Linked DNA regions of Sus scrofa: all the other regions are linked to region 6. The links are chromatin contacts, called in public HiChIP or PLAC-seq maps. All regions are on one chromosome and are shown on one strand. Each heading gives the region's core, a stretch centred on a gene start, on an enhancer-like site or on the middle of the called end of the contact. The rest is flanking DNA. Distances are from core to core; before and after follow the strand shown. Region 1 has its middle 38 kb from the start of LPP. Region 2 has its middle 120 kb from the start of LPP. Region 3 has its middle 21 kb from the start of LPP. Region 4 has its middle 140 kb from the start of BCL6. Region 5 has its middle 190 kb from the start of LPP. Region 6 has its middle 17 kb from the start of TPRG1. Region 7 has its middle 160 kb from the start of LPP.

Region 1 (3,893 bases), core at 349-2,848, 770 kb after region 6:
TTGAAGTTATCATTCACCTTCAACTTGAAGAGTATGTGACTTTCTCTACCTATTGGCCTTGGCTAATTATGCTACTTAGTATTTACTTCCATGGTAGGTGTGTTGGAAAAAGAGCACCATTCTTTGACTTACTGCTAGAAGAAAATTATGCGGGTTGGCTGCCATTGTGTGAGAGGTCACATGCTGTCCTAAGCACAAAAGAGAAGACATGGGTCTCAGCAGATGGACAGCCTTGGGTCTACTGCTTAATCTTTTTCTGACTCATTTTGTTTCCACTCTAAGATGTGAATAATAATATCCCTAAGATAGGGTTGTCTGGAGGATCAGATGAGGTGCTACGTGACAGCGACTGGCTTATAGGAGCTCTTCCATAAAGTTAAGATGAAACCAAGTAGAGTAGAATTGCAATTCAATATGACCCCTTAAGTTAAAGAAGTTGGCATGAATGTGCAGGATTATGCTTAATTGAGGGAAAATGAGTTCTCTGACAGAAGAAGAGTAAACAACTATTATACAAGAAGGGGGATGACTGCTTTTGCTCAAAATAAATATGAGTGCTCTACAAATATCAGGAGGTATTATGCAAAGAAAGTAAAAATTAGGAATTAGCATAAGCTAAATATTATCTAGTGATACATCATTATCAAAATTCCATAGGCCTGGTTGACAGTTCTTTGTCTCAACACTAATTGTATAACCTTGAGCAAGACCATATAGAACCACAATCTTCTCATGTGCAGAATTTAGATATTTTGAAGAAATGATCTATAAGATCTCATCCAGGTCTAAACCACTCAGACTCAAGCATTTTTAACACAATGTGAAAACTCTTACGGGGGAGTCCCACTGTAGTGTAGTGGGTTAAGAATCTGACTGCAGTGGCTCGGATTGCTGTGGAGGTGTGGGTTTGATCCCTGGCCCAGCACAATGTGTTAAAGAATCTGGTATTGTTGCAGCTGCAGTGTAGGTTGCAGCTTTGGCTTGGATTCAATCCCTGGCCTGGGAACTTCCATATGCCGCAGGTGCAGCCATAAAACAACAACAGCAACAACAAAACACTCTTATGGGAGTTTGTCCTGTGGGATTATGTCCAATATGTCCTTCATCAAAATACCCAGGAAAATAATGTGATGCAGGAGTGGTATTCAGAGACCTGGGTTCTAGTCCTGGCAAATGTCACACACACACACACACACACACACACACACACACACACACACACCCCACTGCATTTATGTGCAATGAACACTGAGAAGTCCTATAGAAGAGCTATCTCAATACCAGCCATGAGGTATCAGAAAGGATATTACTATAAAGGTGGGGGTATGGGGGAAATGCAAATAAATTTTTTCCCTTCCCACTGAAGGCAGAGCCAAAGAAAACACACTTGAATTACATAAGGGAAGTCTTTCCAACTATCTGGGTGTGTAACCCAGAAACAGTTACCAAAGAGAGCTTGGGAAATCGATCTTTAAGAAGAGCAGAGCAAAGGGTTTAAGCAAATGGCTTTATGAAGGTTTTCCAGGTCCACTGGCTCTCAGGCACATCTCCATGTGAGGTTGGCTGTCAGGCACTTCCCGGCTTTGTATCCTGGCCTGGTGCAAGTTCTCTTCACTTTCACTTAGTGTTACTAGGGAGTGTGACTCAGAGCCAGATGGGGTGAGCTGGATTCCTAGTTGCTCAACATTTCATTATAAGCAGTTAGATGACACTGTGTGCGGTGCTAATGTGCCTCACAATGAGTTTTATGAGCTGTTCCTTGCAAGTATTTTGAAGCACATTTGCTGTCTCCTCCCCCCCCTTTTTTTTCAAGATGGAAATGCTGACAATCAGAGAGATAGAGGAGGACAAAATCAAAGATGGCACTGAATCACATAACTTCACAAGCCTGAGCCCTTAACTTGATCTTTGGCTATCCATGTTACCTCATAAGTCCTATTAAGTACTCATAGGAACTTACTTAACAAATAGGAAAAATGGAGCATGAGGGTGTGAAGGGCAGGAAAATGAATACCATCAGAGAATTTCACTATGCATAGCCCAGAGGTAGAAAGAGAATAAAGAAAGGCCAGCCAAATTCTGTAAGTCTCTGATGTCACTGGAATCATTGCAATGGAGGTAAACACGGTCTTCGGCCTGTGCCAGAGGTTGTGACTGGGTGCCAGGGACCAAGGGTAGTATGTCCAGTATGTCCTTCCTTGAAAAACCCAGGAAAATAATGTGATGGAGGAGTGGTATTCAGAGACTTGGGTTCTAGTCTTGGCAATGCCATGAACTTCTATGGACACCTGGGCAAGTCTCTTCCTGACCCTGATCCTTCTCTGTGCTGAGGCAAACCTGAGAGGCTGGGGAGCAGGAGCTGTGGTCAGTTCATTGGTGAATGGCCTCTTTCTTCTCTGGTGGCATTACTGTGGGCTTGTGGATGATTCTGGGGCCATGTGATGTTGTAAGATGAGTCTCACGGCCTCTGGAGGACCAGAAATATTAGATCATCCAGTATTATCAGACCCCAGCCAGCACCACCATGGCATGGCAGTGGGTATTCAACAAGTGTCTGTCACAGGAATACGTTAGGCTCAGCTGTGGGCAACAAAGACTTGAAAATCAGTGGTTTGTATAAGATAGAAATTTATTTCTCTTCCACTGTGTGTCTATGTCCCGATCTCTGGAACCTGTGAATATCTTAGGTTATGTGGCAAAGGGGAATTGAGGAGGCAGTTGAAATCAAAGTCGCTAATAAACTGACCTTAATCATCCTGGATTATTCAGGTAGGTCCTATGCTATCCCCAAAATACTTTATAGTGGAAGAGGAAATCGTAAGAGAGAACCAAAGTGATGGCAGTATGAGAAGGATACGCCTGATATTGCTGCTTTGAAGACAGAATGAGAGGCCATGATCCAAGGAGTGTGGGGAGCTTCTAGAATCTGGAAAAGACTAGGAGGCACAACTACCATACATCCTGCTGACACCTAGATCTTGCCCATTAAGACCCCTGTCAGACTCTGGTCTATAGAATACCATGGTTAAAAAAAAAAAAAGTGTCATTTTAAGCTAGTAACTTTGGAGTGATTTGTCCGAGCAACAATCGGAAACCAAGGCAATCACTTGAAATACATTTGAGGTAGGCAGCTGGGATAGGGAGTTAGTGTCCCACGGATCAGGGACCCAGACTCCTTTTCTCTTGTCACCCTAATGTGAGGACTTCCATTCTTAAGGCCACCTCAGGGAAGAAGATAGCTGCTGGAGCTCCAACCATTACATTTGTAGTCTGAGGAGAAGATGAGGAGAGGAGATGTTCTCCCTCTAAGGAGAGTTTCTGGCAGACATATATACATCTGCTGACTTTTCACTGACTAGGACTTAGTCATCTGGACACTCATGCAGCAGGATAGGCTGGGAAATCCAGCTGACTGATTCTGTGGCCAGTCAAAAACCAGGGCAATTACTGAAAGGAGAGACTAGATGTTGGGAGGCAATGAACAGACTCTGGCATAATAATGACAGTCTTTCCTTTTCTCTCTTAGATTTTTAAGAAAACAAGTTCTACTCTCAAAACTTGCTCTTGATGCACAGTGAGAAAGCATGGAGACTCTCAGAGTGTCAGTTCCTTGTCTTCTCACCCTTTCCTTCTGGCCTCACACATGCTGTCAGCCTTCCTCTCCTCTTAGCTGCCTTTCAGAACCTGTCACCCTCCACCTTGATTGCCTGTTTTTGTTCAGGCAGAGGGTCATCACCTCTCATCTGGATTCTTTCGGAAGCATTTGGCATTTTGTTGAGGGGGATGGAAGTAGATGTAATTACCCCCAACCTCCCCCACCCGAGGATAGGGAAGTGCAGGAAGGTCAGGTGACTTGCCCAGGATCCCAGCTGGTGGTTGGCAGTGGAGCAATG
Region 2 (3,839 bases), core at 758-3,257, 850 kb after region 6:
TTGAGGCACCTCATTTCCTCCCACCATCCCACCCCCAACACCTGCAAACCTACCTTCATACAGGCCCTTACTTCCTTCTCTGAGTCGTAGAACACTTCAAAGTTAGGGGCTCCTCCGACATGGAGATTTAGTCTTTATGTCCTGCAGGGCTTTACTCAATTAGTCTCCTTCTTTTTAATAATGGCTTCATTAAGAAGTAATTCACATACCATAAACCTCCCCCTTTTAAAGTATAAAATTCAGTGTTTTCTAGTGTCCTGATTAAGTTTGGTATTAATCCTCACTGTCCAATTTTAGAATATTTTCATTATCACATTTAGAAACCCTGGTGCACCCATTAGCAGTCTATCCTCATTCCCATTCTCACTCTTTCTTTCTTTTTTCTTCCTTGCTTTTTTTTTTTTTTTTATCTTTTAGGGCTGCACTTTCAGCATATGGAAGTTCCCAGGTTAGGGGGTCAAATTGGAGCTGCAGCTGCTGGTTTCCACCACAGCCACAGCAACGCCAGATCGTAGCCATATCTTCAACCTATACCACAGCTCATGGCAATGCCAGATCCTTAACCCACTGAAGGAGGCCAGGAATTAAACCCACATCCTCATGGATACCGTTTAGGTTTGTAACCCATTGAACCGCAACGGTAACTCCCCCCATTCTCATTATTTCTGATTCTCAACTTTGTTCCATTGACCTCTATGTCTTGTTTTCTTCAGTGATCACTGTCTTTTTTATTTTGCTATATAATGATTTTAATTTTTTTTCCATTATAGCTGGTTTACAGTGTTCTGTCAATTTTCTATCGTACAGCATGGTGACCCAGTTTCACTTACATGTACATGTACTTTTTTCTCACATTATAAATGCTCCATCATAAGTGACCAGACATAGTTCCAGTGCTACACAGCCAAAATAATGCCTTTTGCAGCAACATGGATGGAACTAGACACTCTGACACTGAGTGAAGTAAGTCAGAAACAGAAAGACAAATACCATATGATATCACTTACATCTGGAATCTAATGTATAGCACAAATGAACCTTTCCACAGAAAAGAAAATCATGGACTTGGAGAATAGACTTGTGACTGCCAAGGGGGAGGGGGAGGGAGCGGGATGGATGGGGTGCTTGGGTTTAATAGATGCAGACTATTGCCTTTGGAATGGATTAGCAATGTGATCACTATCTTGATTACTATAGCTTAGTAGTAAATTTTGAAATCGAGACCTGTGAGTTCTCCAACTTTGCTGTTGTTCAAGATCATTTGGCAATTCTGAGTCCCTTGTGTTTCCATCTGATTACTATGATCAACCGCCAATTTCTACAAAAAACAGCTAGGATTTTGACAAGAGATTGCACTATATCTCTAGATTATTCGGGGGAGTGTTGACACAATATTCCATCTTTGATTCATGAACATGGGATGTATTACCATTTATTTAGATCTTTAGTTTCTTTTAACAATGTGTTTTAGTTTTCGATAAAGAAAACAAATTTTGTATTCCTTTTGTTAAATTTATTCCTAAGGATTTTATTCTTTTTAATATTATTCTAAATGGGGTTATTTTCCTAATTTCATTTTTAGATTTTTCATTACTAGTGTCTAAAAATATAATTGGTTTTTATATATAGATTTTGTATCCTGCAACTTTACTGAACTTGTTATTAGTTTTAAAAGTATTTTGGTGGGAGTTCCTGCTACAGTGCAGGTTAGGAATCCAACTACAGTGGCTTGGGCAGCTGTGGAGATGTGGGTTTGATCCTTGGCCTGGTGCAGTGGGTTAAAGATCCAGTGTGGCCACAGCTGTGGCACAGGTTGCAGCTGCAGTGTGGATTCAATCCCTGGCCCAGGAACTTCCATATGTCATGGCTGAGGCCATAAAAGCAATAAATAAATAAATAAAATTATTTTTTGTGGATTACATAGGTTTTCTTATATACAAGATTATGTCATGTGCAGTTAGAAGTAGTTTTACTTCTTCCTTCTCAATCTGGGAGTGTATTTTTTTTTTTTTTTTCTTGCCTAATTGCCCTGGCTAAAATCTCTAGTGCAATACTGACCACATGTACTGACTGGATGTTCTTGTCTTGTTAAACATCTTAGGAAGACAGCTTTCAGTCTTTGACCAGTAAGTTTAATGTTAGCTAGGGTTTTCATAGATGTCCTTTATCAGACTGAGGAAGATTCCTTCTATTTCTAACTTGTTGAGTGTTTTCCTTTTTTTAAAAAAAAAATCGTGACAAGGTGTTGGATTTTGTTAAATACTTTTTCTGTGTATGCTGAGATGGTCATTTTTTGCTTTTTATTCTATTAATAGGATGCTTTGATTTTCATATGTTGAGCCAACTGTCAATCCTTGGGATAAATATCCCTTGGTGATGGTGTATAATCCTTTTTATGTATTGCTAGAGTCCCTCTTTCTCTTATATCTTCCATATTTTTTCTATTGATTTCTTTCCTTTAGCTGATAAACATACTCAAACTTCTTTCTTAATAACAGAGAACAAAACAAACTTACCTCATGGATGCTATATCCCCAAGCTGCTGCCTTATCTTTCTTCTTCCATTTTTATTCACGTTTTGGAAACGCCTGTCCTCTGTTTTGGCTTAATACTGATTTGTAACAATCATAGGGAAACTGCTTTCATTAAAATCACAAAGGGCTTTCTAGGAGTTCCCTCATGGTGCAGGAGGTTAAGTATCTGGCTTTGTCACTGCAGTGACTTGGGGCGATACTGGGTGGGTTTGATCCCTGGCCCAGAAATTTCCACATGCCATGGGTGTGGCCAGAAAACCCCAAATGATCAAAAAGGACTTCCTAATTACCAAAATCCATGAACACTTTTCAGCCTTTATTTTTTTAGACTTACATATCACTCTACAGTTTCTCTGCTTCCTTCCTCTTTGAAACTTTCAAATCCCAGGCTTCCTTCCTTCTCTCTCTCTTCTATCCTTCCTCTCTCTCTCTCTCTCTCTTTCTCTCTCTCTCTCTCTCTTTCTTTCTTTCCTTTTTCTTCTTCCTTCCTTCCTTCATTTTTCCTTTCTTTTTGATTATAGCTTCCTGCTCTCATTTGTGGGCACTTTTCCCCATGCTTATAAAATAATGGTGTTCCTTAAGTATCTGTCTTTAGTGCATTTCTCTTCTCACTTTCTAACTTGTCTGGGAAACCTTATAAACACTCTCACTTCTATTATCATTTGTATGCTGATGAGGCCTGAATTGTTACCTTTTCTCAGACCTAGACAGGTATATTCAAACACCTTCTGGACCCTACCACTTCTTCAAAGTCCCACAGGATTATAAAATATAAGATGTCAAAACAAAACTTTGAAAAAAACAAAAAACAACAAACAAACAAACAAACAAAACAAAACTTTGAAGCCTTCTTATGCTGCCTAACCTGGCCTTCCTCTAACTTGTGGCAAACCTCTGGAAAATTTAAACAGCTTCCTAGATGAGGTGAGAATTGCCCTTGTTTACCAAGGCATATTGGTAGTCCTGCCTTTTCATTGGTGACAGATGCTGTTGTGTAGCAGAAAGAGAGAATTCAACATTTTACCCTGCTTTTAGAGAGCTTTCAGTATTAAGTATGAAACAGAAACAGACAGAGCTGATGATATTACAAGGTAGGTTAAGAATAGTTTGAGAGAAAAAAGAGAGAAAATAATAATAGAAAATTAAAGGAGAATGAGCTGGGTTCTGCCTGGGAAGTTAGCAGAATGGCAGACCTCTTGAACAGGGTGACTTTTGAATTGGGAAAGGAAGGTGAGTGGAACTTAGATGCAGCAGAGGGGTTAAGAATTGGCTGAGCTATCGTGGGGTATAAAGCCAGGATGTGCA
Region 3 (3,866 bases), core at 479-2,978, 750 kb after region 6:
GAGCAACCTAGAGCTAAAGGCTTCACCTCTGATTGTTTGCCTTCTCAAGTGGAGACACACCTTCTGCAGCTACAGCTGTCCCCAAATAACCTTTTGCCTTACTGTCAGTGTATGAGCCCCCATGACTCAGCAGTCCTAGCCTCTGAGAAACTCCATCATCATCATGACAAACCATCAACAATGAAGTTTTCTTGCACTCTAGTTCTGAGTCAGGCAAGTCAGTCTTCGCAATGTGTAGCCCCAGATCCAATTAAGTGACCAATTTTTAATTCATTCCATGTGAATTTTATTGATAATCTGTTAGGGCCATAGTTATGCTGTGTAAACTGGATGATATGAAACGCATAATCTACTAGAACACAAACAGCTAGCATTTATTTCCAATTTTATGGTTTAGGGATGGTTTCCATGTATGTATGTGTCATGTCTTCTGGAATTCATATCAATGACTTTGAGTTGACATTCAAATATGTGGCAGATAAGAAATATCAAAAGGAGTTTCTGTTGTGACTCAGCAGGTTACGAATCCAACCAGTATCCATGAGGATGTGGGTTCCATCCCTGGCCTGGCTCAGTGGGTTAAGGATCCAGCCTTGCCATAAGCTGTGGTGTATGTCACTGACATGGCTTGGATCCTGCATTGCTATTGCTGCAGCTATGTGGCTATGGTGTAGGTCAGTAGCTGCAACTCCAACTCCAATTCAACACCTAGTCTAGGAGCTTCCATATTGTAGGTGAAGCCCAAAAAAGCAAAAAAAAAAAAAAAAAAAAAAAAAAAAGGTGTCAAGAGAGGTCTCCTTCTAACACTTTGCTGTGGCCAACACAGGCCAGAGACCAATCATCAGCACTGCTGCATCCCCAGAGATAGAGACATTCTATTTTCTTCATTCAACCATAGGTGATCCCTCAGTACATCTGTAATATATCTCAACTGCTCAAGTTCAAGTCAAAGTTTTCTTTCTCTAGAAAGTCTTTCTAGATTTCTCCCTCTCCAGCTAAAAATATCTTCCTTTTTTTGAATACCTACAGTGCTTTTGCTATACCTCTTCTATCACATTTTTATTATATTAAAAGCAATTTTATTACATTTTCCTTCCTGTTCATACCTTATATTCTCTACTACTCTGTGAATACCTACTCTAGATCCATTGAACCAGAGTCTGAGGGGTAATTATGATTCGTTTCTGCTGAGACACAACAGGAACTCCCCATTTTTATGTTTTTATAAATTTGACCACTTCTCTCTGAGGCAAATTTCATTTATGGACAGATAATTGTTGCTAGCAAGGAGCAAGCACAGGACATTTCTAAAGACTTCATTGGCTCTACCATGCATGGGTTAAGAGACCTCCAGCAGAGGAAATTTCATGGGTCATTTCCCAGTAACATGTGACAAACTGCAATCCTAAGAGAAGCCTCAGGTTAATGAGGCAAGCAGATGCACAGGCCAGACCTCAAGACACTGTGGGCAGGAGATTAGGCTTTACAGTAGCACCGATGACTGAAGAATTCTGATTTATTTTCACTCTCTCTACAACTTGTATGTATTTTGGATCCCAAACTGCATTTATCATATGTTAGACCTTGTTGAAATATCAAGGAGTAAGAAAATCAATTGTAGTATCTCTAAGCAAAAACTGACATTGGTTAGAGGTGTACTGTGTTTGCAAAGAGAGCTACAATAGTCTCTTTACAATGTTACTTTGCTCTTCCTCCCACAAAGAAGAGGAATTTACTTAGTCACCCTTTGAATCTAGCTGGCCTCATGACTTTGACTGATACAAGAATACAGCAGCCATATATTTTGCAACTTCTTTTTTTTTTTTTTTTTTTTTTTGTCTTTTTGCCTTTTCTAAGACCGCTCCCTCGGCATATGGAGGTTCCCAGGCTAGAGGTCTAATTGGAGCTGTAGCCACCGGCCTATGCCATAGCCATAGCAATGCGGGATCCGAGCTGCGTCTGCAGTCTACACCATAGCTCACAGCAATGCTGGATTGTTAACCCACTGAGCATGGCCGGGGATCGAACCCATGACCTCATGGTTCCTAGTCAGATTTGTTAACCACTGAGCCACAACAGGAACTCCAATGTTTTGCAACTTCTGAGTCTAGGCCTTGGGAAACCTCACAGCTTCTGCTTTTGCCCTCTCTCTCTTTGTATAAAACTCAACTCTATGTGAAAAAGCCTGAGCTAACCTGCTAAACAATGCAGGCACACAGCCTTGCTATAAGCCAGCAGCAATCAGCTCCAAGCAGACTTGCCAATTGACTGGAATTGCATGAGTGTATCCAGGCAAGGTCATCAGAATGACCACACAGCTAAACCCAGCCCGAATCACTGACCACGAGAATTGTGAGCTAATGACTGTTTGAGGTCACTAAGGTTTTGAACGGGCTTATTACATAGCATAGACTAAAGGATACGTATAATGCATAACACTGAAAGAAATAGTAGCCCTTATTTTAGTGAAGATATCTGGACTGTTGACAAGCTCTCTGGGCCTTTCAAAATGGGTCTGAAGAGTTCCCATTGTGGCTCAGCAGATTATGAACCTGACTAGCATCCATGAGGATGCAGGTTCCATCCTTGACCTCACTCAGTGGGTTAAGGATCATGCATTGCCACAAGCTGCAGTGTAGGTCACAGAGGTGGCTGGGATCTGGCGTCGCTGTGGCTGTGGCGTAACCCTAGCCTGGGAACTTCCATATGCCACAGGTGTGGCTCTAAAAAGTAAAAAATTAAAAATGGAAATAAAATAAAATAAAATAAAATGGGTCTGAAATGAAAGTGTCCATTTTAGACTGTGGGCACAAGCTCACCACAGAGAAAAATAATGTAACGGATGGTTCTGAGGAACAGATTTTTAACTGCAGAGGCGCTGGCTTTTTGTGAGGATGAAGTAACTACATACTCAGGATTTACAAAGACTTGGCTTTTCAAAATAATTCATAATGATTTTTACATTTTGAGTCCAGTTCATAGTTTACCAACTACTTTCAGCATCTTTTGTGGTTTGTAATAAAAAGATTCTTTAGTGCTGACTAGAGTCATAAATTCAGGGGTTTTCAAACTTGGTATCACAGACTTAGAAATGACCTGGGGGCCGTCACTCCAACCTTCCCTTTTAACAATGTTTAAATAGGGAAGACCCAATTAAGATATATTTTGAAGGAAGGATTCAGTCCCTACAAATGAGTGCAATGACACTTACATAGCTCATACAGTTCACTCTCAGACAGGAACTAAAGTGAGTTAGTGAACTCCCACTCCCTTCCACACACACGTGAAGTCAGATTTCCAGACTTTTTTTTTTGTTGTTGTTGTTGTTGTTGTTGTTGTTGTTACTATTTCTTGGGCCGCTCCCGCGGCATATGGAGGTTCCCAGGCTAGGGGTTGAATCGGAGCTGTAGCCACCGGCCTACGCCAGAGCCACAGCAACGCGGGATCCGAGCCGCGTCTGCAACCTACACCACAGCTCACGGCAACACCGGATCGTTAACCCACTGAGCAAGGGCAGGGACCGAACCCGCAACCTCATGGTTCCTAGTCGGATTCGTTAACCACTGCGCCACGACGGGAACTCCTCCAGACTTTTTTTTTAACTGCAGAGCCTGCAACTCCATGGTTATCTCCATTTTCCACAGGTGAGAGGTCAAGGCTCAGACACTTGCTTGAGGTCAGGCAGACTGGGCAAGGGTCTAACCTGAGTTTACTGAATCTAAACCCAGACCTTTCACCTCTGCCATGTTTGGAAACTGGTGACTTAAAAGTTGAGTTAAAGCTCAACCACAGAAAAATTATACACTACATGTATATAACTGCCCACTTATGGTCACCGTAAACCAATATTCATGATTACTTTTTAG
Region 4 (3,867 bases), core at 1,128-3,627, 990 kb after region 6:
AACAAAGGAGTGTTTTGAACAAAAACGGGATGGGGGCATTATTAGGGAAGGTCCTGAAATTATATCTGTGCACATCAATGAGCTCGTTGAGATGCTCACAGAAGATGTTTATGGAAGCAAACAGAAAGAGCTCTTTGCTAATGGCCAGATCATAACTTATAAGACCCAACTTCTTATTTGGAACCCTTGGCAAGCTCAGGTTTTCTATATGGCTTAATTATCTTGAATATCCCCATTTTCCTTCTGGCTTAGCTACAGTTGATGCGTTCTGGACAGAAATCAAAAACTCTTTCCCACCCGATTATCCCTCAGTAAGACTATGTTCCAAAAAGAAATATTAATTAATCTATCAGGTTGCTCTTTTATTAATTAACTAATGAACTTTCAAAAGATATTTGACCTTGTGCAGAGTACTATGATATCTCCTGGGGCAAACCAGTCCTGCCCTCAACAGCCAAGAGCCACGCATTCACTAGATAGGGGCTGAGTGAGAGAAGAGGGAGCCAAGTGTGGCCTGAGAATGGAAGCCCAGGCCCAGGTTTCGACTGGTGGATGGAAGGGGCTAAGTGAGATACTGTGTTGAAATCCTGCTGTGTATAGGACCTGGTTTAAACCAGGTGAAGCATTTGGCATGAGGATGGCATTCAGAAAAGTGCACTGGTTTTATTAGGACGTGTGTTTTATTATAATGTAATCCCAACATGAAAGTATGAATAATGACTTCCTGTTTACCAATCACTTTGGTTTTTTTTTTCCATTTTTGTATTTTAAAAAAATGATAGGAATGTAGTTGATTTACAATGTTGTGTTAGTTTCACTTCGATATTTTAAAATCTCATTTAACTATCATAAAAATCTTGTAATTTAGGCCATATAATTATGCCCCCCACCCAAGTTTTACAAATTATGACATTGATATTCTGGGAGGTTAAGTGCCTTACCTGAGGTCTCCTAGTAGATAATTGGCAGAGCTGGGATCTGGAGCCAGGTTACTACCCCAAAGCTACCCATTTCCATCCTACCGAGTGATGTCCTAAATTGCCAAAAGATCTTGTGCAATCATCCATGTCCCGTCCCCCACTCTGGCCTTCGATTCTACATCTGCAAAGTGAGAGGAATTAAATTATGCCTGGCATCCCATCCAGGTCCCAGTGTCTCTGATTAAAAGCGTATGTTCAGGAATGGACCCTGCTTGCTGCCGGGATCCTTGTGCATCTTGAAGCCCAGGCCCAAGGGGCTGGAGCCTGGAGCTGCGCCCAAACACAGCCTGGCTTGGCGTTCAGCACTCTATCTGGCTGCCAAAAGGCCAGAATTCTCTAGAGAATATGAGTCCAATCTGGCCAACTTCTGATGGCCTTAAGTTATCCTCTGACCTCGAACTTCTGATTATCTGAAGTTTATTAAAAAAAAAAAAAGGGCTTAGGAATAGACATTATATCTCTCTGGAGACCCGCTTCCTTTCTTCCTTTAATTACATTCGTTCAACAACAGGGAATGGGAACTAGGCGTCAAGCAGCGTGTCTGTAATCTTTGCTTCTGCTTTTTTTGCAAGTCACATCAAAAGCAGGATTACCAAAAATGTTCCCGGAGTTCCTGTCGTGGCTTAGTGGTAATGAACCCAACTAGTATACATTGAGGACACCGGTTCAATCCCTGGCCTTGAAAAGTGGTTAAAGATCCAGCATTGCCATGAGCTGTGGTGTAGGTCTCAAATGTGTCTCGGATTCTGCGTTGCTGTGGCTGTGGCCAGGCCAGCAGCTGTAGCTCCAATTTGACCCCTAGCTTGGGAACTTCCATATGCTGCGGATGCAGCCCTAAAAAGACAAAAAAAAAAAAAAAGGAGATTCCTTGGCAGGAGGGTTTGTGAAGCCATGTGGCTTCCTCTTGAGAAAGAAAGGAAGACCTAGGTTACATGCATCTTTAAAGTATGAAGATGTGAAATCTATCACATTTGCTAATAACAATGTCTGATATTCAGAGCTGGTCCACTTCAATTACTTTTCTTTTAAATTTTTTCCCCTTTTTGGCTGTGCCTGTGGCATACATAAATTCCTGAGCCAGGGACTGAACCCAAGCCACAGCAGTGACAAAGCCAAATCCTTAACTGCTAGATCACTAGGGAACTCCCAATCGCTTTTAAAAACAGCTTCTTTACTGTCTTGCAAAGGAAATAGGTGAGGAAAATGCTTTCTGTATCTGGCTCCAAGATCAATTGTAAGGCTCAAAGGTAACATTAGATTTAAAGCACAATTCTTTTTCTTCTGCATGATTCCTTCCCCATTTTTGATGGGATGTGAAATGACTCAACGTCACTCAGGAAGCACATTTCTGAGCCATGCTGCAGAGAGTCTTTCTGCATCTTGACCCAGTGTTGCTTCTCCTAGGTCAAGCACCTTGCTTTGGATCTCAGCCATCATCTGGTTTCATTCTGTAGAGACTCAGGTGAAAGATCCTCCTGCCCCCAGGAAAAGGGCCTTTCTCTGCCACTATCCCAGGGCTCTGCATAAGCTGAGGCTGAGGGCCACTCTCTTCTAGCCTCTCTGCCTTCTAAGTTAAGGAGCTGGTTTTGGTTTCATTTCTACTAGAGTGAGGAAAAAAAAGGAGCTGATTTGATCCTTGCTCCACTCCCAGGGCAGAGATCGCTCAGACTTCTCTCCCACAGCCCTCTGTGTGCTGCCAACAGTCCCACAGGCATAAAGAAGAGGGCAATTGCGAGAGTCTGGGGACAGCAGTTTCACAATTCACCACAAGGCTCCAGGGCAGCTTGGAAGAGATGGTTGTAGCCATGTGGGGCAGTAGGTAGAATGCTGGCCTAGACTCCAGTTACTACTCTGCCACTGAAGCACTGTGTGACCTTAGGCACGTTACTGAACCTCTGTAGGCCTCTTTTTCCTCAAGTGTCAAACTAGGAAATCAGATGCTTTATAGAGTAGAAAATTTTCAGATTTGAAAAGTACTTTGGGTATCATCTAGCTCATCCTGTTTAGTTTGTACACTTGGAAACTGAGGACTAGAGAAGGGGAGTAACTTACTAATGACAGGTAAATAACAGGGTAATTTCTAGAAGACAAGACTTCATGTTGCAGTGCTGCTTTGTCTTCTGGATAATTTCCAAGGTTCTCCCCAGCTCCATGAGTCTATACTTTAAAGGCACAGTCCCTTATCAGCTCTGGCTGTCGTCTTTGGGCTTGGTATTGTGTTGGTCACCGCGTGCTTCCTTTGGAACTCTTGGTGACACTGCTTCTGTCCAGATACTTTCCCCATTACAGGATTCTTCAATTTCGTGTAAGGCTGGGCAAATGATCTGCTTAGCCACACCTCTGGCAGTCCTGTTGTAATGCTTATAATGGTCTAGGCTCATTTCAGACAGAAAATTCAGACAGGGTGTTGGGCAAGAGCAGGGTCAGCTTGGTGACTTGGCCTCGTGTATAGACAGAGACATTGCAGTAACTGCCAAGAGACCTATGTCCAGCTTGGCCCCTGAGTCACTTAGTGACCTTGAACAAGCCACATTTCCCTTCCAAGCCTCAATATCTCCATATTTAAAACTTGTTGATTGAAGTAGATAATTCCTAAGGTACCTTCCAGCTCTGCTATTCCATAGCAGAAACTTGCCCAAACTTTTAATTCCTTAGGGGATCTTGCTTAGAAACTAAGAGAATGATCTTCATCACAGGAAGTCTGAGAATGCTTGCAGGATAATAAAATAAGTATTAGGCAAAAAAATAAGAATTTTATGTAGCCCTTTGCTTTTGGATCATATTTTCTAATGTCTATATCAAATAATTGCGTCATAACCATGTTTCAATTTTCATATGAAGAGAGGAAGAAGGAGAAATAGAAGTAACAATTGCTATAGAAATTAGC
Region 5 (4,248 bases), core at 1,036-3,535, 920 kb after region 6:
GTGTGAAGGATTGTTGCTACTACTCTGCCCAACAGTGTGCAAGGTACCCTGGGGCGGGGGGGAAGGTGGTTTACAAAAGGAATGTAAGAGATGGCCGCTACCCTCCAGGAACTTACAACCCCTTGTTGGGAAACCAAGACACTCCCAAATGAAACAGACATGTAACACCTCAAGGCTGTATTTACTACTTAAATGATGGCTAAAGACTCTGAGACCTGTAGGAGCTCAGAGAAAGCCGAGATAATCAGCAGGCTGGAGCAGTTGGGAATGTCACCTGGAGGAGGTGAGGTTTGAGTTGGGTAACAAAGGCACAGAGAAGATGGAGAAGGTCTCTCCATCAGGGTGTGGCACAAAATAGTCAATTAGTAGAAGGTTTTCTTGGTTGAGCGATCTATTTGGAGTTAGACTCCCCATGAAGCTTGAGTTATGGACTTAAGAACTGGAGGAGAGTTACAGGAAATGGAAAGTCAGGACAGTATTTAGATCAACTATAGGTTATGATGAAATGATGATTTAAGGGCACTCATACGTGAAGGATGGACCTGTTGGGTGATATAGGAGAGAAGAGAGCTGGTACCGAGGAGCCCAAGCTTGGGGTGATGTGGTTTGGAGCAGACCAATGGAAATGTTAAGAGAAAGAAATACATGTAAGTGAAAGATCGTTCTGTTTGTAAGGGGAGGACAAGTCATATGCTTAATCCTCTTTCTTCTGTTCATGTCTAAACTGTGGGATTTGAGTTAAATTGGGCAAAGAGGGGGCAAGGAAATAGGGAGCATCTTTGTACATACACTGGAAAATTCTTGAAAACCCAAATTGGTCTCGAAGTGTCTACTTTCCTCTCCAGAAAAAAGGATTTGAAGTTGCCGGCTGATCCATAGACGTTAGGAGATAGACAAGACCATACCTGTTCACACATAGGAGCAATTTCAGAATTTCTCATCCAATATCCCCAGCAAGCACTCATCCATTCTCTTCTTGAACTTCTCCAGTGAAGGATGTTCACCACCGCTTGAGGAAGACTTTTGTGGTTAGACGTGTCTGTAGCTTCACAATTTTAGCATTTTCACCTTTTGTGAATTTTCCTGATGGACTCTCCTATTGGCCCCCAGGGTTATACAGAACTTTTTATATTCCTCTCACATCTTCCTGATTCAGTCTTAATTGGAGGTGCAGGCCCTGATTTCCAAGTTTTCCTCATCATCCTCATTTATAAGTTACCTTTTACATTAAATAAGTAAAATGCCACAAAATTTCATCGTTTCTATTTTTATTCATCACTTGACCCAAAGACAAAAGAGTTTGATTCCAGAAAAGACAAATAAGTTAAAAAAAGAAAGACCTATGGGATCTTCTTTTATTTTTTTATTTTTATTTTTTTGCTTTTGCAAAAAAAAAAATTAGCTTCCATAAACCCATAATATGGGTGTTTGCACCTCTTTCCTTTTTCAGCTGAGCAGCTGGATATCTTTCCAGGGATTCCTTGTCAGAAATCAAATCCAACAAGTAGGAAGTTTGACTCGATTCAGGACAGTCTTGCCAAGTAGCCAATAAGAGGGTGAAGTCAGGTGGAGCAGGAAAGAGCTTCAGTCAATAGCAGTTGTTATTATTAAAACATAAAAACAAAAGGGATTATCACCACCATCATCATCATCAACCAGGCAAACCCTGAATTTTCTTCACTAACACAAAAGGCAGGAGATCTATATAAACACACCATTGTCCCAAGATGGTCATTTACCATTGCCCAAGCAAGTTACACTGGCCATGGTCTCTTTTAGGCTGTGTTGCGGAAAAACATCAGCCCTTACTTTAAAAGTTTAGGGTAGAAAGGATAACATTTAACAACGTAAAAAAATGCTCCACCAGATCAAAATAAACAAGTGAACAAACAGAAGCAGGTCAGTTCTCTTTTTGGCACCACACAGGACCATATGCTTCCAGAGATGAGAATTTAAAAATAGCCTGTCACACAGCTCACATTGTAGCCCTGGGACATGGTGGGGGTGGGAATGACTGCCTCACACTTAATAATAGTGACACTTCACATGTATACCAACTCCTTCTCAAAGTAACCCAGAACACTTTCCAGTTATTTATTTTTCTTAAAAAAATTTTGAATCTTCCTGGATTCCCAATCAATTGAGTAGAAGCACAATTCTTCCCACTTTAGAGGGAAGACCACTGAGGTATCAAAAGATAAAATCGCTATCTCAGGATTATAGAGTGACTCAGGGATTAGTCTTGTGCTGTTCAAAACATACTGGGTTGCCAACTGCGGCAATATCCTGGGCTGTGAGAGCCACGAGTTCATAGGATGTTGCACAAAAAAAGAGAGGCAGTTGCTTCCCATTGCTTCTGTTTTGAAATGCCCTTGCCTTCCATTTTAAGCATTGCATTAGTTTCCAATTTTAAGGCCAATGGTGTGTAAGCCTATTGTTGCAGACCAACCTACAGAGATATCATAATCATATAATTTTTCACATCTCCAGTTTCTCGCACAGAGATGGTTTATACTCACCATTTCATCAGGTCTGTGTAAAGAGCTGCACTTTAGGCAGGGCCAGAGGTATGACACGAGGTAACAGAGGCTCAGGGTGTGAGGGAACTTTCTCACCTGGTGAATACCACAGACACCTGGGTCTTTTCTCTGCATGTCTGGGGTGTTCTCCTGCCCCATGCTTTCCCTGAGTTCAAAGCCATGTGGTGAGACTCGGCTGCAGAGTGTGGGGAAGACATCCCCCTCTGTGTTCAGGCTTGACTCTTCCACCTAGTTTCATGCCCAACACTCAGTTTCTAATCGGTTGCATAGCCCTGAAAGGGGGATTCTAGATGTGGAAAAACCAAGGGAAGTCAGTAATGAGCTCCCTTCTCTGGGAGAAGGAAAACTCTTGATATACTGATGGGTCCAGGCAGATGGTCTGGATACCTGTGTAGTCCAGTGATGTATTACTGATTAGCCTTCACCCTTATTCCAGCCCCAACTCCCTCTGCCTCTGCTCTGCATCTTTATTTATTTATTTATTTTTTGCTTTTTAGGGTGGCATTTGTGCCATATGGACGTTCCCAGGCTAGGGATAAAATCTTAGCGGCAGGTACAGGCCTACGCTACAGCCATAGCAACGTGGGATCTGAGCCATATCTGTGACCTACACCACAGCTCATGGGAATGCTTGATCCTTAATCCACTGAGCATGTCCTCATGGATACTAGTCAGGTTAGTGACCACTGAGCCACAATGGGAACTCCTGCTCTGCATCTTAGCCCTTCTTTTCTCAAGAGCCTAAGTGCCCTTGCTGCTTCCTCCTTCACTGGGCAAAACCCCAGTCTGGTGAAACGTAGGTATACCCTCTCTCCTCCTTTGCTTGCAACTAAGAATGCTCTTAAGAACATGGAGGATCATGCCAAGCAGCTCGCTTTAAATTTATGACCACCACCCTCCAATGGACCTTCCAGAACACCCTATAACACTTCTAGCAAATTTACTTTTTCAGTCTCTGGAATGATTCTTTCATACCTTTACTTCCCTCCTTAAATCTCCACCATGCTTCACCCTTTCCATCCTAGGAGATGACCTTCCACCAGGATGATGACCTTCCTTCTTTGCTGTCAGAGGAAATGATTCCGTCTTTCCACCATCAACTCCTTCACTCACCTGCCTCTGCATCCGTATGCACGGCCCCCTTCCTATGATGTGGAGGACATGTCATAGCCTCTAAGGTCAACAATTCCTGTGTACTCTGGATTCTGTCTCCTTTCATGTTCTTCTCTCCAGCAATATTTGTTTTGTCTTACTCTCTTTCATCCATTCAATCAGCAAACAAATATATCTATACAGTGACTATTAAAAAACAACTTTCCCTTGATCCTATATGACTACGCAGCTACTACCCCATTACTTTAGTTTCCCTTCTAAACTTTTAGCTAGTAAAATCTACATATCCTGTCTCCTTTTGTCAGCTCCCATTCTCTTCTCAGCAACGCCCCAGATTTCTTCTCATGCTACCATTCCACTTAATAGCCCTTATTAAACATCAAGGCTGTTTGCGAAGCCAAAATGTACTCAACTAACTGGACTATTCAGCAAAATTCAGTAGAAGAGTTGATCCTTCCGACTTCTTTGAACACTTTCTTCTCTAGCCTTCTGCGAGTCCATGCTCAGCTTGTTTGCCCTTTCTTGTCCCCTTGTCTGCCTCTTCCTCCTGTACATCAAAGTTTGGAGCGCTTTGGGGTTCTGGTCTCAATTCTCT
Region 6 (4,349 bases), core at 1,048-3,547:
GGTTGAGTGAGATGAAGTGAGTTGCTTAAGCCTACTCAGAATTCCAAGTCCAGATCTCTGTCTGAGTTCCTGGGCATTACATGATTGGACATGAGGCCAGCAAACCAGCTGTGAGGTGTCAGAACCAAGCTCCAAACTAGGCTGGGCCAAAGCTGGTGGACTCCTCCCTTCCTGCAAAGCACTTCTCTCTGGGAATGTTCTTGTCTAACCAGACAACAATAGTAGACATTTCGAGGCTCTGCCTCCTCAGGTCTGTTCCTGGTTTCTCTGCTCAAGGGAGTCCCTGCAGGGGACTCTTATACCCAGGACAAAGCTCTATGGTCTTCATGTGGCAGGGGACACTCTCCAGGTGACCTGCCATGTCAGTCTCACTCAGTGAGTAGGCATGGCTTGTGCAGATTCCCAGCCAGCCATGGCCTCGCCCGAGAGCCTTCCACCTTCCTGTCTGCACCTGGGGACAATTACAGTAGGTTCTAGAAGGAGTCTCTTGGTCTGCAGTCAAAACAGGACTCAGGAGAGAAGACTGTCATCCTGAAGGTGAAACAACTCTTAGATTCTCTAAGGAGATCGGGAAGCTGCGTGAGCTTTGCCTCCAAGTTTGTTTTATCCACTTCAGCCCTTGATACAGGTTCCATTCTGGATTAGGCAGTACTGGCTCTAGGACACCCTGAAGTTAAGAATTTCATTGAATCTCTGAATAAGCAAGATCTGGAGTCAAGGCTGGGGTCCCAGATAGAGTGCACTCCTCTGCTGGTAGTGGGTGTGGTGCTCCCACAGGCCTAACCCACAGTTCTGCCCCTGCCCCTCCTGGTAGCTCCACCTTTTACAGCTAAGCTTCAGGGCAGCCCCTGAGCTCTCCAGCTCTCACGTGGGCCTCCGGAAGTCTTACAGCTCACAACCCCTCAACCATGGCCTGGGGCTTCCCGGTCAGGGTTTGGTGGAGTTGGTCTGTGGCTGTAGAAGCCTTAGGCCTAGAGGCCAGCCTGACTCTGTTCCTGGGCTGCAGAAAAGCCCTCAGGCCTGGGCCTAGGCACTACTGGGAGGGGTCCAGGAGGCTGAGGATATGAAGGGCCAGTTTAGGGTTGCTGTGGAGGAGGAAGGGTGTGGAAGAGAACAGGCAAAATGCTAATGCTTCAGCTTCTTGTGCCTTCAGACTCCAGGCCTTCAGGAAGGAAGCGGCTTGGTTTCCCTGCCCCGGAACAGCAGGCTGTCAGGGATCTTATTCTGATGCTGGCCTTCTGAAAGGGCAGCTGGACACAGCCAGGGCAGGCCGGGGTCCTGGCTTGGCCTCCATAAGTGGGGCCATAAAAGGGATCTCTGGGGCTAGAAATGGGCAGGACCTAACCCCTTGGCAGGGGAAAAGACACAAGCTTGGGGCAGAGATAGGGATAGTCACAGAATTTCAGGCCCCAGAGCTTGAGGTGTCAAGGGCCTCAGGCCAAGGAAGGCCAGATTGAACCCAGGTTCTAAATAAAGGCAGAGGAATCCCAGTACCAGAGCCAAAGGGGTCAAGAAGCCATGCTGACTTGGTGCTTATTTCCCAGAGTTACTGACCCAGGGCTTCTTCAGTTCTAATTGGTTTTTTTCCTTAATGAAAATAAGATTTATGCACCACAGAAACCAGGGCCAGGCTAAGCCTTTACAAGGTCTCCATGGAATCTTGTACAAGTTACTGGAAAGAGGCTGGAAAGCCAGGAGGGGGCCTGGGAGAGCCCAACTCCATCACTAAATCCCTGTTTGGCCTTTAATAGCTCCATAGCCTCCTTGGGCCTTCGTAACCTCCTGTGTGAAATAAGGGAGTTGGATCACAGCAGAGGTTTCCAAGCTGCTGTCTGTGAAGTCCAGTGATCTGAGGAGGGGCCTCATGAGTCTCTATAAGGGTCAGAGAAGAGGGAAGCTCAGAAGGGGAGGCCAGAAGCTCCTAACACACAATTGCCTGGAATGCTGCCTTTTTTTTTTTTTTTTTTGGTCATACCCACAGTATGCAGAATTTCCCCGGCCAGGGATCGAACCTGCACCACAGCTGCAGCCCTCACCACAGCCGTGACAATGCCAGATCTGTAACCCACTGCCCCGCCAGGGAATGCCTGGAGCACTTCCATTTTGAAGTTTAATCCATTGGCAATCCATATAAGATTTTGTGTGGAAGCCACAAGAAAAAAAAAAAAAAAAAGGAAAAGGAAAGGGGGAAATAAAGAGTAGAAAAGGAAAGAAAGAAGGCAAATAGGAGCTCTGAGCTGGCTGATCTCCAAGCTGTCTCAGGCTTGTCCTTCTCTGACTCACCATGACGCTCTCCTGCTCACATTTTGAAGAACCACTTCTGCTCCCCTCTGCCATCCTCTCAGGAAAGAATCCATACATAAGCCCAGAAAAAGCCACTGGTGAGATCCCATTTCCCAGCTCTGAGGCGTGCTGGCGCGCAGAGGAGGAAATTGGGGGGGTTTATGTGGGCTGGTGGGGAGGAGAGTGGAGGCCCTGAGCTGTAAATCAGGCTCAGAGGTTTGGATTCCCCGCTGCGTGACCCTCAGATGCCCCCTCCACTCCAGAAACCGGTACACTCACACCCCAGCCAAGGGAAGTGTGCCCGGCTCTCAGGCGGCCCCTGGAAGCTGGGCCCACTCTGAGGAGTTGTTTTGATTTTTCAGGAAAAACTACTCCAAGCCAAACCTTCCCTCCCAAGAACAACACAGACAGGGATTTTCAATGTGCTCGGGGGACGAAGGCTCTGGGTGGCCCTATGCGCCGGCCTGGCCAGTAAGACCCACAGGTAACAGGCACACCTGAGTCAGTATGGATGGCGGCTAAGGGCCACTTCTTTTTACTCTAAACACCTCCCACTGCTGCCAAGTCTCCAGGCTTCCTCTTTTAGATGATTTTGCTCTCCCATGTGCCAGCCTGACTGCACGGTTGCTCATCGCTCAATACCCAGCCCTCACATCCAGGAATTCCATGATTGCCTGGAGATGTGGCAAGCCCAGCTGAAGTTGGGGACCTCCCTTATGTGCACACACACCACCCAGGGAGGACCCTCTGCTGCCCTCTCCCACAAGAGGTGGGTTGCCTTGGGACTCTCTGAGCATGTGGGTTAGTGGGATCAGCTTTGGACCAGGAATGGAGAAGTCCCTGGACCCTCCCTCTGTGAGAGTTCCAGTGGGTCACCTCTTTTTTCTGGGCCTGTTTCCTCCTCTGTGAAATATAGGGGACTTACACTCACTCACCCCACATTTACCACATACCTGCTTTCAGGTGAAGTGGTTCTCCTTGACCAAGGTCACAGCCCAAGGAATGGCCACATGGGTGAAATTAACTCAGAGGTCAGTAGGGTCGCTGATGTCAAAGGCAGTTCTGCCTCCATAAAGGCAATGGCTGCGATGCGTTCCCATCTCTCGGAAAGTTCACAGGGTAGTGAGGCAGTGTGATGTTGAAAAATAATCACCTCAATGGTCAAGTAGCAGTCACCTTGCGGTGATGTGGCTGCAGAGAGGCTGGTCCTACAGTGTGTCCCAGAAGAAGTGACCGCCACGTTGAATTTTCAAGGCTGAGCACCAAGCTGTGGGCGGGATGCGGAGAGAAGAACACGGAAATAGGAGAGTTTGGAGAATTTCAAGTAATTAACCAAGGACAAGAAACTGGGGGTGAGAAGGGCAGAGAAGACAAGAGAAGAAGCAAATCAGATCTCCAGGGCCCTCAGGCTTTGTATATTTCAGATTCTGGAGTTACTATGTTTTATTGTTCTTTGTTTTTTGTTTTTGTTTTTTCCTGAAGGCAATGGGAAATGCTGGAAATGTAGAAGAATAAGATGGTCACATTTGCGTTTTAGAAATCTCCCTCTGGAGTTCCCTTCATGGCTCAGCGCTTAGCAAACCCAACTAGGATCCAAGAGGATGTGGGTTCAGTCCCTGGCCTCCTTATCATCCACAAGGATGTGGATTTGATCCCTGGTCTCGCTCAGTGGGTTAAGAATCCAGTGTTGCCATGAGCTGTGGTGTAGGTCGCAGACACGGCTCGGATCCCGAGTTGCTGTGGCTGTGGTATATATAGGCCAGTGGCTAGAGATCCAATTGCACCCCTAGCCTGGGAACTTCCATATGCCGCAAGTGTGGGCCTAAAAAGAAAAGAAAAAAAAAAAAAAAAACCAAAAAAACCCTCCCTCTGTCTGTCTTACAGGGCCCAGTTTGAAGAGAAAAAGAAATAGAAGGCAGGGAGATCACTCAGGAAGCAAGAAAAAGAGAGGAAGATGTCCCAATCCAGGTCAGGTAGGACGGAAGTATAGAAGGAAGTGAAATCGAAGATGAGAGTAAGGGCTGTGACAAGATAAGCATTCTCCATCCCTGACTTTCTAGGACTCG
Region 7 (4,315 bases), core at 1,219-3,718, 890 kb after region 6:
CACGGAGTGCATGAGAGGAACAAGGAGGCCAAAGGTTGGAGGCAGCAGCATCTGTGGAGCCCTCTCTGAGTTGGAGACCATTCAATATTTTGTGTGCATGATTGAATTTGCACAACAGACCGCTGAGGGAGTTTTCATTATTTCCGTGTTTCATATGGTGACACTGAGGCTTCAGTGAACCAAAATGTGTCTCAAGTCAAAAAGCTAATAAGTCCTAGAACCATCGTCAGGATTTGAACCTAGGTGTGTATGTCTTATTCCCAAACTCATGGTTTTTGTCATTATACTTCATTCCTGCCTCCTGGGCCAGTATTCTTTTCTTTCAAATTCGAGCACGCATGCACGCATGTGCGTGCACACACACACACATCTATATCTATGCAAATAATGTTTCTATTCCCACAGGTGTAAAATGCATGAACATTATATATCTCAAAACATGAAACTTTTGACTTCAGACATAAAATTAAACTACAGCACTGCTGAATTTAGTTATGGAAGTGTTGTTTAGATCATTAATAATCGCTTGTACTATATCTGGCACACAGTATGTACTCAATAAATATTTGGATTTAAACTGTTCCTTTTTATTTGAAAAGGTGCTTTTCCTTAGAAACAGAACGTAGTGTCTATCAACACCATTACTCTTTTAAATCCTGAACGTTTGCATTGAACCTGTGTGTACGGGCCACATTCACACGTATTAGATCATTGCGTCTTAGTGATCCCTATGGAGAGAATGTAGTCAGGGCCATTAGTGCCATTTTATAGGTGAGAAAACTGAGGCTCAGGGAGATCAAATTATTTTCTCAGAGAAAGCTTTGAGGTGAACTTGGGTCTGCTCACGCCAGCACGCTGGCAGAAGCTGTTTAGGGAGGGGTAGCTGATGATGGGGTCAGAGGAGGGGAGCCACCAGCCTATGGGTTCATCTGTCTTACCTCCTGAAAGATGCTACGGTCTGATGGGTAGAGCTCTAGATTTTCAGGCAGACAACCCAGCACTGTGGGTGTGTGAGTGTGGGGTTGGTGCCGGAAGGTGCGGGGATCACAGAGAATGACCTGGGGGAGGTGAGACTGTGTGGGTGGCTTCCTTTGCACAGATGTGTCACCCTTGGTGCCTGCCTGAGGCTGGTGGCCATACCCATGTGAGTGCCTGCAGACAAGCCCCACACGGGTGGACAATACTTATGACTTGCTGGGGAAGTGACCAGAGTCCCAGCCTGTGTGGTATAGGTCCTGGGTTTCTGAGTCCCTCTGTAGAGCATTGGCTTTGAGCAGTTCTGTGACTTCAATCAGAGCTTCTGAGACGACAGCCACTTTGCAGTGTGGGTGGACCCACAGTCCTACTCCTTCCTTGGGAAAAATAACTCAGCAATATCTCTTGCTGCTGAGTGGGCCAGGTGTGTGAGCTGAGTGGAAGCATGATGCAGTATAAAATCTGAGGTTGACAGAGTTGTAAGTTACCTGGATCAGATACCTAGTTTATGGATGGAAACACAGAGGATCAGAGGACGAAACTGACTATTACTTCATGCCTGTTTTTAACATTTCATTTATTCAAAAACTATTTAAGTAGGTATTCTCTGGGAGGGTTTGCCTCCATGTATCCCCAGTCCAGTGAAGACAGATACACATAAACAAGAATTCACCACGCCAACAGGTGCTTAGTGAGAGTGACCATGTTTTGAGAGAGGGCTCAGAGAAGGAGCTGCCAACTCCTTTCTGGGAATCTGAAAGGGCCACCCAGCAGAGATGAAAACTGAGTGAATCTAGAAAGATAAATAATTTTGTGAAAGGCAGAAAAGTGCTCACCTGATAGAAAGAACAACGTGTTCACAGATCTAGAGGTGGAAAGAGTGCATGTGACGCCAGGACTCAGGACTGGCTCCAATCTAGGGAGTGTCTCTGTGCATCAGAGTTTGCAGGATGGGGTCAGCAGGCGAAACCAGAAAATGGGCGTGTCCTGGATCATGAAGGGCTTCATTCAACAGACTAAGGAGTCTGAACTGTGTCTTTTTGGCTGCTCCAGCCACATGCAGAAGTTCCCTGGTCAGGGATCAAACCTGTGCCACAGCATTGACCCAAGCCATGGGAGGGATGATGTTGGGTCCTTAAGCTTCTATGCCACCATGCAACTCCTGAATTGTGTCTTATAGGGATTGGGAACACATTAAGGGATATTAAGCAGGGAGATAACGACACTAGGAATGAGTTTGGACATAGCATTCTGTAGACAGTCTGGGAAAGACTGAAGAGAGATAGGAGGCATGGAGGCTAGTTTGAAGATGCTGGAGCATCATAGTAAATTATGACAAAAGCCCAGCCAGAGTCAGCTGTGGTGGGGAAGGCAAGGAGGAATTGGAGTGAGAAATTCAGGAACTGGAACTGACGTGGAGAGTGGAGTGATAGGGGCCCAGTCTGGGTGATAGGGTCGATGGTAACCAACCAACCAGGAGAAGGGATGACAGAAGTGGATGGGAGGGCACTTAGTGTTCAGTGTTAAATTTGTTGCATGTGCAGGGCTTGGAGATATCAAAAGGGTGGCATAGGTGGAGAAAACAGTCTGCAGGCGAGGAGAGAGGCCAAGTTTGGCAATCAGGAGGCTGTCAGGATCAGAACCCATACACATGGATTTTGGAGATATGGGACACTTTTTAAGAATCAGTTCATCCAAAGTGGTGTTCAGATGTGTCTCAGACCTTGAGCTGAAAGCCTCCAGGGGGCAGACAGACCCCCAGCATCTGCCCTGGGAGGCTCCCCTGGGCTGGCAGGGAGTTATCTCACTGTGAGATTAAGTGAGGGGGGTCAAGGGAGAGAGCTCAGGCCCCTGCCTGTCTGTACCACGTCAGAGCCAGGAACTCACCAGGGCCAAGCCCCTTTATCTTGGAGACATCCTTCATCAGATATGGTTCACTCATTTCCGCTCCAGCCCCCATGCCTTCCCACCACCACCACCTCCTCACTTTAGTCACTGGAGCTGAGTCATCCTATGAGCCTATTCCTGTCACCTTCCCCTCCATCAGGATGGAAAGGGTTTGGGTAGGAGCCACAGGGCATGGGTATTGCCATCTGCTGGTCAGATTGGAACAAGAGAATGGGTCTCAGCCTCTGTTCCAATTCCTTTACCACTGTTTGCTTCCTAGGAGGTTGAGGGAGAAGTAAAGCTGGCCAGACTCTGACTCCCAGAAAGGAAAGGAAAAAAAGGAACTAATGTGGGTGGGGAACCCCTGCGGCACCAGGCAAATGCCAAAAGCCTTGGCATCCATTTCCCGTAACAATGGCCTTAGGATGGCCTCAAAATAACACCTTAGCAGTGGTATTATCCTCAGATGGGGAACATGAGGATCAGGAGGTTAAGCCATTTTCCCAAGATCACAAAGCAGGTATATCTGAATGATTTCAAAGCTCACACTACTTCCACTACATTTTCGCATCTATTGCTCCATCATCCCTGGGGGAGTATGGCATAAAAGTCAACTCCTGGCTGAATACTTACCATGTGTGAAGCACAGCACCAGAGTGGTTAATAGAGGCATCTTGCTCTTGAGAAACTTTATGTCCTGTTGGAAATGCTTGATCCTTTGATTTAATCACTCCGTTTTTCTGAGCATCACCTATGAGCAGACCCTGTATGGGGGCTGTGGAGATGGGTGATGAGAATAGCATGGATTGGTAGATGTTGGGGCATTGTTGAATGGTTGAGACAAGTTTTAAAGCCCCACTAATGACAGAGAATTATTGAAGATTTGAGTATTTATGTTTTTATGCTGACTCATCAATCCTCCTGTATTCACTCCTTTTATTCCTTCCTTGATATCAGGTGCTAGGCTAGAGGGTTTGGGGTACAACAGAGAGTAAAAAGTAGGGACAGCCTCTACCACCAAAGAGATTAGTGACCCATATCAGATGGTCACAATTCAGTGGATGTTTGCAAACTTGGAGAGTGTTCAAAAGGGAAGGAAGGTAGTGTGAGAGACCATGGAAGAGGGGGACATGTTTTGGGGGTGGTGGTGGTAAGGAAGGGCTGCTTTGAAGAAATAGCACTTAAACTATTAAGTGCTGAAAAAAATGTATGGAGTAATTTGTGTGTGTGTGTGTGTGTGTGTGTGTGTGTGTGTGTGTGTGTGTGTGTGTTGGAGGGAAGGTGGTGGAGACAGGGCACGGGGTAGAGAATATTGTCCCAGAAGGATGGCATTGACAAAGAGGAGACAGATGATATAGCAAGCGTTCTAGCAAAATAACAACACAGGCTGGCCTGGAAGACATTGGCACCCGAATTCACTTCTTGAGGCCATGCCCTTATGCTCCTCCTGGGA

What was found. HiChIP or PLAC-seq counts read pairs in DNA pulled down with a chosen protein or histone mark.
Region 1: an H3K27ac HiChIP or PLAC-seq map of alveolar macrophages shows a contact between it and region 6. The contact joins two enhancer-like sites. A contact is called at or near these places in 1 of 47 Hi-C or Micro-C datasets (embryonic fibroblasts) and 1 of 2 datasets of contacts at active chromatin or transcription factors (alveolar macrophages).
Region 2: a contact with region 6 is called in an H3K27ac HiChIP or PLAC-seq map of alveolar macrophages. The contact joins two enhancer-like sites. A contact is called at or near these places in 2 of 2 datasets of contacts at active chromatin or transcription factors (alveolar macrophages and skeletal muscle).
Region 3: a contact with region 6 is called in an H3K27ac HiChIP or PLAC-seq map of alveolar macrophages. The contact joins two enhancer-like sites. A contact is called at or near these places in 1 of 47 Hi-C or Micro-C datasets (embryonic fibroblasts) and 1 of 2 datasets of contacts at active chromatin or transcription factors (alveolar macrophages).
Region 4: a contact with region 6 is called in an H3K27ac HiChIP or PLAC-seq map of alveolar macrophages. The contact joins two enhancer-like sites. A contact is called at or near these places in 2 of 2 datasets of contacts at active chromatin or transcription factors (alveolar macrophages and skeletal muscle).
Region 5: a contact with region 6 is called in an H3K27ac HiChIP or PLAC-seq map of alveolar macrophages. The contact joins two enhancer-like sites. A contact is called at or near these places in 2 of 2 datasets of contacts at active chromatin or transcription factors (alveolar macrophages and skeletal muscle).
Region 7: an H3K27ac HiChIP or PLAC-seq map of alveolar macrophages shows a contact between it and region 6. The contact joins two enhancer-like sites. A contact is called at or near these places in 2 of 2 datasets of contacts at active chromatin or transcription factors (alveolar macrophages and skeletal muscle).

Annotation. Positions count from the first base shown.
Region 1 is chr13:125,742,561-125,746,453 of Sscrofa11.1, reverse strand. No RefSeq gene overlaps it. Among named protein-coding and RNA genes, the nearest start is that of LPP, 38 kb to the left of the region's middle. Within about 2 kb of position 1,598, at least 11 of the 83 cell types and tissues checked have an H3K27ac peak or open chromatin away from gene starts, as enhancers often do. A contact at or near this core is called in alveolar macrophages, where this site is marked.
Region 2 is chr13:125,664,064-125,667,902 of Sscrofa11.1, reverse strand. No RefSeq gene overlaps it. Among named protein-coding and RNA genes, the nearest start is that of LPP, 120 kb to the left of the region's middle. Within about 2 kb of position 2,007, at least 2 of the 83 cell types and tissues checked have an H3K27ac peak or open chromatin away from gene starts, as enhancers often do. A contact at or near this core is called in alveolar macrophages, where this site is marked.
Region 3 is chr13:125,759,568-125,763,433 of Sscrofa11.1, reverse strand. No RefSeq gene overlaps it. Among named protein-coding and RNA genes, the nearest start is that of LPP, 21 kb to the left of the region's middle. Within about 2 kb of position 1,728, at least 9 of the 83 cell types and tissues checked have an H3K27ac peak or open chromatin away from gene starts, as enhancers often do. A contact at or near this core is called in alveolar macrophages, where this site is marked.
Region 4 is chr13:125,526,216-125,530,082 of Sscrofa11.1, reverse strand. No RefSeq gene overlaps it. Among named protein-coding and RNA genes, the nearest start is that of BCL6, 140 kb to the right of the region's middle. Within about 2 kb of position 2,377, at least 26 of the 83 cell types and tissues checked have an H3K27ac peak or open chromatin away from gene starts, as enhancers often do. A contact at or near this core is called in alveolar macrophages, where this site is marked.
Region 5 is chr13:125,594,083-125,598,330 of Sscrofa11.1, reverse strand. No RefSeq gene overlaps it. Among named protein-coding and RNA genes, the nearest start is that of LPP, 190 kb to the left of the region's middle. Within about 2 kb of position 2,285, at least 8 of the 83 cell types and tissues checked have an H3K27ac peak or open chromatin away from gene starts, as enhancers often do. A contact at or near this core is called in alveolar macrophages and skeletal muscle, where this site is marked.
Region 6 is chr13:126,511,214-126,515,562 of Sscrofa11.1, reverse strand. No RefSeq gene overlaps it. Among named protein-coding and RNA genes, the nearest start is that of TPRG1, 17 kb to the left of the region's middle. Within about 2 kb of position 2,297, at least 14 of the 83 cell types and tissues checked have an H3K27ac peak or open chromatin away from gene starts, as enhancers often do. A contact at or near this core is called in alveolar macrophages and skeletal muscle, where this site is marked.
Region 7 is chr13:125,617,719-125,622,033 of Sscrofa11.1, reverse strand. No RefSeq gene overlaps it. Among named protein-coding and RNA genes, the nearest start is that of LPP, 160 kb to the left of the region's middle. Within about 2 kb of position 2,468, at least 17 of the 83 cell types and tissues checked have an H3K27ac peak or open chromatin away from gene starts, as enhancers often do. A contact at or near this core is called in alveolar macrophages, where this site is marked.